2 separate regions of the Rattus norvegicus genome follow, and region 2 is linked to region 1. A link is a contact called in public Hi-C data. All regions are on one chromosome and are shown on one strand. Each heading gives the region's core, a stretch centred on a gene start, on an enhancer-like site or on the middle of the called end of the contact. The rest is flanking DNA. Distances are from core to core; before and after follow the strand shown. Region 1 overlaps Thrb (thyroid hormone receptor beta). Region 2 overlaps Thrb (thyroid hormone receptor beta).

The links. Hi-C and Micro-C count contacts between places; a contact is called where the count stands out from the background.
Region 2: a Hi-C map of liver shows a contact between it and region 1, with 3 times the contacts expected there. The contact joins two enhancer-like sites. A contact is called at or near these places in 4 of 12 Hi-C or Micro-C datasets (hepatocytes, kidney, liver and 1 more).

What each region holds. Positions count from the first base shown.
Region 1 is chr15:10,383,492-10,387,806 of GRCr8, forward strand. The region is part of intron 1 of Thrb (thyroid hormone receptor beta); the gene reads right to left. Among named protein-coding and RNA genes, the nearest start is that of Thrb, 76 kb to the right of the region's middle. Within about 2 kb of position 2,465, at least 5 of the 93 cell types and tissues checked have an H3K27ac peak or open chromatin away from gene starts, as enhancers often do. A contact at or near this core is called in liver, where this site is marked.
Region 2 is chr15:10,441,002-10,445,316 of GRCr8, forward strand. The region is part of intron 1 of Thrb (thyroid hormone receptor beta); the gene reads right to left. Among named protein-coding and RNA genes, the nearest start is that of Thrb, 18 kb to the right of the region's middle. Within about 2 kb of position 2,435, at least 20 of the 93 cell types and tissues checked have an H3K27ac peak or open chromatin away from gene starts, as enhancers often do. A contact at or near this core is called in liver, where this site is marked.

The DNA.
Region 1 (4,315 bases), core at 1,215-3,714:
ACAAAAGAGGCCAACGGGGTGATCAGAAACCCACTCCGCTTTCACTAGGCAAGACGCAAGACAGTAAAGGAATTCTATCTATCACTGCAGACCAGGGAGCTCCTCGCCAGTGGCTTCTTTGCTTAGGCAAATGTGGATATTTTCATACAAATAGTATGCAGAGAAATATGTAAAGAATTTATTACTGCTATTTAAAGTGAATCGACTATTCCAAATGTCACTGTATTACTACTGCACTTACACCTTGACTTTATACACTTCTATATTTTACGTTGGGTAAATCTCTTCTTTTACTGTAACAGCTTATAATTCGGGAAGCATCAATTGTTCTCGTAACCCATTGGCTGCTTTTGCTGCTCGCACATCCACACACGAACTTTTCCTTTAGCACACTATGAGAAGAATCCCCCAGCGACTCTGAGTTCAGTTACATCAAATTGCTGGGGTGTTTCGGGACGTCATAGATATTTCTAAAATACTAAACATTCTTTCCGACGAGCACAGGACGTCTTTCTGTTATATCTCACTCTTGCCCAAATCATTTCACAACTTTTAGATGATCTGTTGCAGTTCTCTTTCTGTTCATTCTTAGTTATTGTTTATTTTAAAGCTGCTAATGGAACGTGAGGTAGGCTTTCCTTTTCTGATCGGTCATAGGTGATAACATCCAGCTTATTTTCGTAATTAGATGGCATTCTAAACTCTCAGGAGTTTCCCTGACATCTACTGCCAATTGGCTCTCCTCAGCTTTTACTTTAGCCAGGACCTGCTCAGTTTCCCTTCCTTGATCCCCTTTTCTAGTCTTTTCTCCTTGATGTAATACTTTTGCAAGATTTCGAAGAAAAAAATCATGAACTTATTATATTTTTTCCTTCGTTCTCATTTTGAAATGCATCCAGAATTTTACAACCTAGGAGATAGTTTTATTTCGAATCAATAATTTTTATCATGTAAAGTAGCCAGCTTTCCATGCCTTTCCTTAAGACCTCTCATCAGCAAATATGGATCTAATCAAGTGTTGGGAGCCTTTCTAGTAAAAACAGGGATGCTCTCCCTTAACATCTGGATAACAGATGCTTTACCGAACAGATTTCACCAACAGCAAAACGTTAGAGTTTTACATGGACAGTTGTTTGCTCACTACGTGTTATCATTCCTGACCTCACCAGAACTGCAGTGGCCCATATTTTACCTGGGACTCTTCAACCTGTGAGGTAGATTTATCTTTGTCAGACACAAAACATAACTGCAAACAAAAAAGAATTTGGAAGGGTCACGTATTTTTCTTTGTTTTCTGTGTGTATGTGGTCTACGCATGTGCACATGCTTATGTATGTGCAAGGGTGTATGTAAGGGTGCACACCAGAAGGCCAGAGGTCTCCTTCAGCTCTCCTCCTCCATTACTTCTCCAGCTATTTAATTAACAATTAATTAATTAACAATTAATCAATTAACAATTAATTAATGATGGTATGACATTTGGGACTCTAGAAACTTCAGAGTATATAAATGCTAAAGCCCCAATAGGGGGGTTGTTGGTTGGTTGTCAGTCGAGGTTTGTTAAGTAGTTTCGAGCAACTAAGAAACAACAAGAAGAAATTAGATATCCTCCCATGGAAGATCAAACTTGCCCCAAGGAACTTGAAGTCCCTAATCAGCAGGAATTAGTTGCCCCTTTTCCAGCCCCTGACTTTATTTTGGGATCTCTTTCCTTTCCTCTCTATCCTTTCCTCTCTCCTATCCAGTGTTGCGGGGTCGGAAGGGTAGAAGAAAAAAAAAAGGGTAGAGAGGGTGGAAGGAAGAAGAACCCACAGAGTAGTAAGAGACAGGTGACAGGCTAGATTAGCCAGGGAGCCTCCTGGCTGGGCCTTGCCCAGGATCAGGTTACAGGTCTGTACTGCAGAGCCCATTCCTGTGGATGCTGGGGACAGCCACGCAGGTCTTCATACTGGAAAGGCAAAGGCTTTACCAACTGAGACATCTTTCCAGGTCCACACCTTTTGCTGTCCCTATAATAGTTTTACATTGTTAAGATCACACACATCAACAATTGTAAGGCAGAGAAGGAATCGATTTAAGATCATTAGGAAAAGGGGAGTGTGAATTTCCCAGTAAACATTACAGACAGTCCTGAGTATACAGACAAGAATGATCATGGTCACATGATGGGGTCCAATCCTCGGTACCGTGGCAGCGCTCACATCTAGGTTTTAATCTCTTAGTGAACAGGGGCAACAGTGAGCTGGCCCCCAGTCTCCAAGGCAATGTGCAGATAGAGTGAGAAAGACTGTCTTGCAGGCACTGAGCTAATGGTGTTAGCATTCTTAGGTCTGCTGGACCAATTACAGAGTTTAATCCCTGATATTAACACATCTGAAGAAAGGAAAGGTCAGGTCCTGGAGCTTGGCCACTTCAGATAAACTGAGCTCAAAGGAAACAAACTTTGGCAGTGAGTATCAGGCACTGCCCACAGGAAGAAAGTGGAGTCCAATAGCTATAAGCACCCAGTTAGCGACCTCGGGTGGGAGCACGGGCATTTCCCTGGCCTTCTCCATGGCTCACAGAAATGTCCTTCAAGACTGTGGCTGTCAGTGGCTCAGAGAACTCTACTGATCACCTGACTGCACATTCGACACTCTAAGGATCCAAGGGAAGGTTACGGGAGGCTCCTAGGTCTACAGATTTCTGTTCTCCTAGGAAACATTTCCCCTTTATTTTCACTAAGATTCACTCATGTGCAGACCTTCAAGGCTCATGGGTGAAAGGCCTCACCGTTTTCTTCATTGTTTGAAAAATGCTATTTATTTAGCATTGACATTTTTAGAAGGACAATTTCAAATACACTCCCAACTTTCGCAGGAATCAAATAGCTAATTTCAGTCTCTAGAACACTAATGTAAACAGATCGCACCCAGCATGCATGGTCACTACCCATGGTCTGAACCACTCCTTGAGTAGCCGATACTCTTTTAAACACAGGAAAATCTCTTTATCGAGTCATCTTTTCCCCCAAAACTGGCTTCTCTCTACAATGTATTCAGGAATTTCTCTCATTCCCATTTTTGGTGAAATTCGTTGTGATGAATAATTCTTTTACCCTTCACTCTCAGCCCAGAACTCATAAATACAATAAAATATTAGATTCCTAAGTCAGTTGTTTATGTCAGCCAGATTCTACCCTGAAAGTTACATCTTTTTACATGATAAAAGATTCAACAGTCTTTAACACAAAAATAGAAACCCAAGGAAGACAATAAAAGGTATTTTTCTTTTGAATTTAATTCTTTGCTTTGCTGATATAATTTTTTTTATTAACTTGAGTATTTCTTATATACATTTCAAGTGTTATTCCCTTTCCCGGGAAGACAATAAAAGGTATTTTTCTTTTGAATTTAATTCTTTGCTTTGCTGATATAATTTTTAATCGATTTTGACATATAAGGCAGAAATAGTCAACTATTTATATCTTTACCTGATAAGTATACATTTCTGTTAGCCTCCTTTCTCTTATAGGTGAAGAAAATTGCACGCACCTATGAATTTGTCAGTGACAAGGAAGTGGCACTGGAATAAATCTTGGTTTTCACCCCACTACTCAGATCTCACACTTCTGGATGGGCTGACCCGTGTTTCACAACTGGATGTCACTTGGCTTCCCTTCCTCTCTCAGAATGAGTGAAACAGCAGTGTATCATACTGTTGTCATTACACCACATCCTGACACATCGTGACAGTGCCACAGTGTCACCAGGTTCACGCTGGGAACCAGCCATGTGCGTGTGTGAGCACGTGTGGGAGAATGTGAGAAAGTCTGTCTGTGACTACATTTCTATGTTGATCAATCCTGCTGACAGAAAGCCAAGCACATGCTCCAGACCGAGTTTCCCTTTCTTCCCGATACCTTTTTTCTGTGATTAGATGCACTAAAACAAAACAAAACAAAACACCACAGTATTAAAAATTAACTAGGGCACGTGTTTGTAAACAACTGTGGTTATAGCAAAGGGCTTTCCCCTCAACTCAGATGTGTCTTGTAGAGACATCATTGAGCCAACGGGACACATTTTCATTTACTTTGTAGCACAGTTCAAATTATCACAAAGACAGAGAAAATACTTCCCCATAAAAAAAATAAAAACGGTGGAACAACATGAGGCTTATGAGAACCTTGAAGCATCCTCGATAAAAGTGTCAGCCTAGCTGGATTGCTTCCATCAACCTGTTGCAAATGAGATTCTTAATGGTCGTAGCTGACATTTTTTTTCCTGGTATTTTATTCTTATGGGTTATGAGGTTACTAAAACCCTCAGTGTAA
Region 2 (4,315 bases), core at 1,185-3,684, 57 kb after region 1:
CCCAGATAACTATACTGTTTATCTGCTCAAACTAAGTAGGTATCTTGAGGTATCTTAGAACTTAGATCCCAACCTGCAATGTATGGTGGCCCGAGCCTTCTCCAGGTCTTCTTGAATTGGACTCAATGCTCAGGTCCCCCAAGATCTCTCAGTAAGACATGTGTACCGGGCACTTTGGTTCTCTCCCCATTCTCTAAAACCTTGAGGCCTCTGCCAAGAATTTTCCTTTGTCTTCGTTGTGACCCTCACAGAATCCACAGAAAGGCTGAAACAAAAATGCTCCTGCACTTAGTAGGGCTCTACCTCCAGCCTGAGGTTAATCCATAAATAGGACTCATACAAACAGCCGTTAGACTCCCGACACTTCCCCACCGTCAGCTTCCGTATCTCAAGATGTCCAACAGGGCAAAGCATGGAACTCACTGTTCTCAAAACTGAAAGCTACAACCGACCTAGAAAGGAACTGGGAACATTCTTCTGAGGCTCTCCTTATTTCTCGCCCTACACTGTTCTGTCCCATACACATACACAACCTGGTCAGGAGACACGACCTAGAAGTCAACAGTACTCTCAAAACCTTCAGACCAAAGGCACATTGAGGAGGAGACTAGTCCCTTTCTTCTTTTTCAGTTTTTCCTATCTTTAGAGCCCTTTATTAAAAAATAACCCTACAGAAAGTAGACGGAACTGAAAATCATTATGTTAAAGCAGAATAAGTCAGACTCGCAGAAAGATACATACAATGCGTTTTCTCTCTAGAACCTGTGCAGATGTAAATGCATTTGGGTATGTGAACATGTGCTTGAGTGTGAGTGTGAGTGTGAGATTAGAAAAGGGACCATGAGCCAGAAAGAAGGTAGCTTAAGGGAAATAGGAGAAGAGAACGCACGGCATGAAAGCACTCGGTGGTATGTCGGGGAAAGGAAGGCAAAGAGAGCACGGGGCGGGGGCTGTGGGGGGGAGGACTGGGAATAAGAGGACGACCCAGAGCAAAGAGTATATGAAAACACCAGAGTAAGAACCACTGCTTTATACGCTAACTGAAAAAAATCAATACAATTGCACTATTGGTTGAAAAGTATTTCTACAGAACCCCCCCCCCCCAAAAAAAAACCCTGAAATTCACAGAAGTTAAGCAACTGTTCCCTGGCTTGTTTGGACTGGTGGGGATGAACACTGCTATCCCACTTGGTCACAGAGTTCGTGCTTGGCTGGTGCATTATTGATCATGCGTCAACTCCCCCTGAAGAGAGAAATCGAGATGTTCAAAAGATCAGAGAAAACAAAGGCACTGACTGCCTCAATGGTACGGCAGGCTGCTGTTCCTGTGCATCTGGCCACACGTCGTCTGATGCTGCAGAGAATGCCAGCTCTGCGTGGGGCTTTAACACAAAGCCATTGTCCCCTCCCACTCTCTTTGCCTGTCTTGGCAAAGTCAAGTCCGGGACTTGTTGAAGAAGGTGATTCATCACTGAATGGAAAGAACGCCAAGACTCAACTATACAGAAGCTTTCTTTCTTCGCATTCTTAATCCCTCAGGACCTAACAGTCACTTGCCAGAATACAAACAATCATGAACTTTCCAGATTTGACAGACAGTTGAGTAGCAACACAGGGTAAGACAGGCCCTTCGCAGGTAGAGTCCGAGGAAGCTGATCACACCGATTGACAGAAGACCTGGGTTTTCAGTTACCAAGCAGCTCATGCTCAGGCAGACGGCAGATGGCATCCGTTCTCTCATTCCCAGTATGTGGGCTTCCCTCTTGCTGGCAAGAGGGCTTCTCTCTGAAGCCCTGTCCCATCCTCTCACATCAATACCCTTTCTTTTAGTGAAGGGTCTGACCAAAGCTTTTGGAGATGTTACGATGTAGTATGCTTCTTTAATTTATGTAATCTAGCATGTTATCAAAAGAGTTCTATTTTACCGTTTCAGCTTTTCAATATTATTTGTGATCTCGTATACTAGTGTCAGGAAATCAAAAGAAATTCTAAGAATCCCACCAGCAGTTTAGAGATCCGGCATCTTGGATTTTCAGTCTTTTTTAGGTATAGCATGGTAAGAAAACAGAAGACACTGGTCTATTGCCTGCACTGTTCCTTTGTAGCACACATTATTAACCAATCACTGTACTCTGCACAGAGAAGTCAACATAGTTAGTGTTAGACTTCTGAAACACATGAAACTTACAGCTATTAAAGCCCCCGGGGCCAGGTTGGGATTATTGATCATTTTAGACTTTGTAAACTACTAGAACTCTTAGTTGAACGGCTTGGGTTTCTTACGTAAGAACGAAGGGAATAAAACAAACACACAATAATAACCACTACAATGAAACTCACAGTTCTCTCAGCAAGGAATGGGTAATTTTCGCTGGGTTGGATGAGCGTCACAGTCACAGGTCGTGCATACGGAGAGCTCTGGATCTATGCACAGGCACAAGGTCAAGTCTACACCTCTAACACTGGAATTATCACCACAGGAGCAAGGTCAAACATTCACAGGTGGACTGAAGTGCACGGACTTGCATGAGATCAGCACATGTTAAAACACTGCTCTCTCACAGACCTTTGAAGGCTGTCCAACACACCACAGAGGAAAGAGTGACTTGCTGCAATACATTGCACGTTTTAGTTAGAAGAGCATCAATTAAGATAAATCACAAAAGATTCCACCATACTAACACGTTTCCCCAAAACCCCTGTTCTGTTTAGCATAGACCTCAAAACTGGCCGTGCTCTCACTTGTGGTCCTAAGGGCAACATTCATTCCAACTCTATCCACTTATATCAAACATTCAAGACAGGTCCCAAACAGGAAGTCAGGATTTTTTTTCCAAATTAGAAAAGCCTAAGAAACTATGACAAATGCACATAGTTAAAGTTGAAGTCATTCAAATTAATGTTTTATAAAAATCTATCAAAATATTGTGAGGAATGTAAGATGTTACAAATGTTGTCATTTATAGTATCTGCAATTCACATTTGTTTATTGATTTACAAAGTATGTTCATTTAATACACACACACAGAACACAGACACACATACAGAACACACACACACACACACACACACACACACATGCATGCACACAAAATATGTTAGAATCTTACAAAGTTTAGCCAGTCATGGTGGCTCATGCCTGTAATTCTAGAACTTGTAAGGCAAAGACAGAAAAGTTGATCAAAGCCAGGATGGTCAGCATGGTAAGTTCTAGGCCAACCAAGGCCACATACTGAGACTGTCTCGAAAAAAGAAAAGAATTCTACAAATTCCGTGAATTCAAATTATATGTATTATTTACTCCAAGAGTGTATCTTTAAATGGAGTAAAATCACGTGAGTACACTTTAGTGCTACTTGAGAACAGAGAAGCATTCACAGCTCCTTAAAGGCATATTTTAACCCACGTTTAACAAAGTGCCACCTTGACAAACTCTTTCTTCCCTTTCTGAAGAACATTCTCCAAGAAGATTCCAGGTCAGGGTCAAGTCTGTCTCTGCTGGATTCAGACACTCTAAGCTAGAGCAATGGGGCAGCCTCTCTCTCCTCCTGGCACCAAGGCCCTTGAAGGAGGCATTATGGGTGGCGGACTGTGCCTCTGAGATTGACAGCACTTCCTGGAAACTACCTCAGGTTGGCATTAGCACCCATCTCAGTCAAGTGCTTAGGCCTCACTCACTGGACACCCTCCTTCCACAGATGCTGGAATCTGGCTTTGCCGGCCTGGGACAGGGTGTTCTGCCACAGACCCCCAAACGAAGAGCTTGGAAAGACTATCTGAAGGTCTTCTGCACGCATGTAAAATTGTGAATTCTGAATAACACAGCTTGATTTCACGCTTCCAAAAGCTCGAATAAATTTTGGTTTTCCAGCATTATAGTGCCCATTCAGAATCCGCCATGCTGAAATGAACAGTGACCAAACGCAAACAACGAAAGCCTCAAATGATTTCTTACACACTGGTGACATTTCATGTCTGAAGGTATTGAACTGTAGCAGGACTTAGGTGACATCTGACTCTTCTGAAAACTGGAGCCTTCTCTAGGGGTCAAAGTGGGCACGAGCGGGTGTATACCCTTAGCGGCCTGCAGTTGTTACCCAGTTGAAGATGGGTGTCGCTCAAATATAATCTTTGGGGCTTGAGATATTCTCTAATAAAGACTTGTTTTCTAAAATCGAGGAAGAAGTTAAAATTCTTACTATTTCTGCTTTGCAATGAAACAACGTTTATACTTTTATTTCCTATTTAGAGATCTCACTGAAGATCCAAACTGGACAATACAGTATTATTATCTCAGGTAGAACACAAGGCCAGC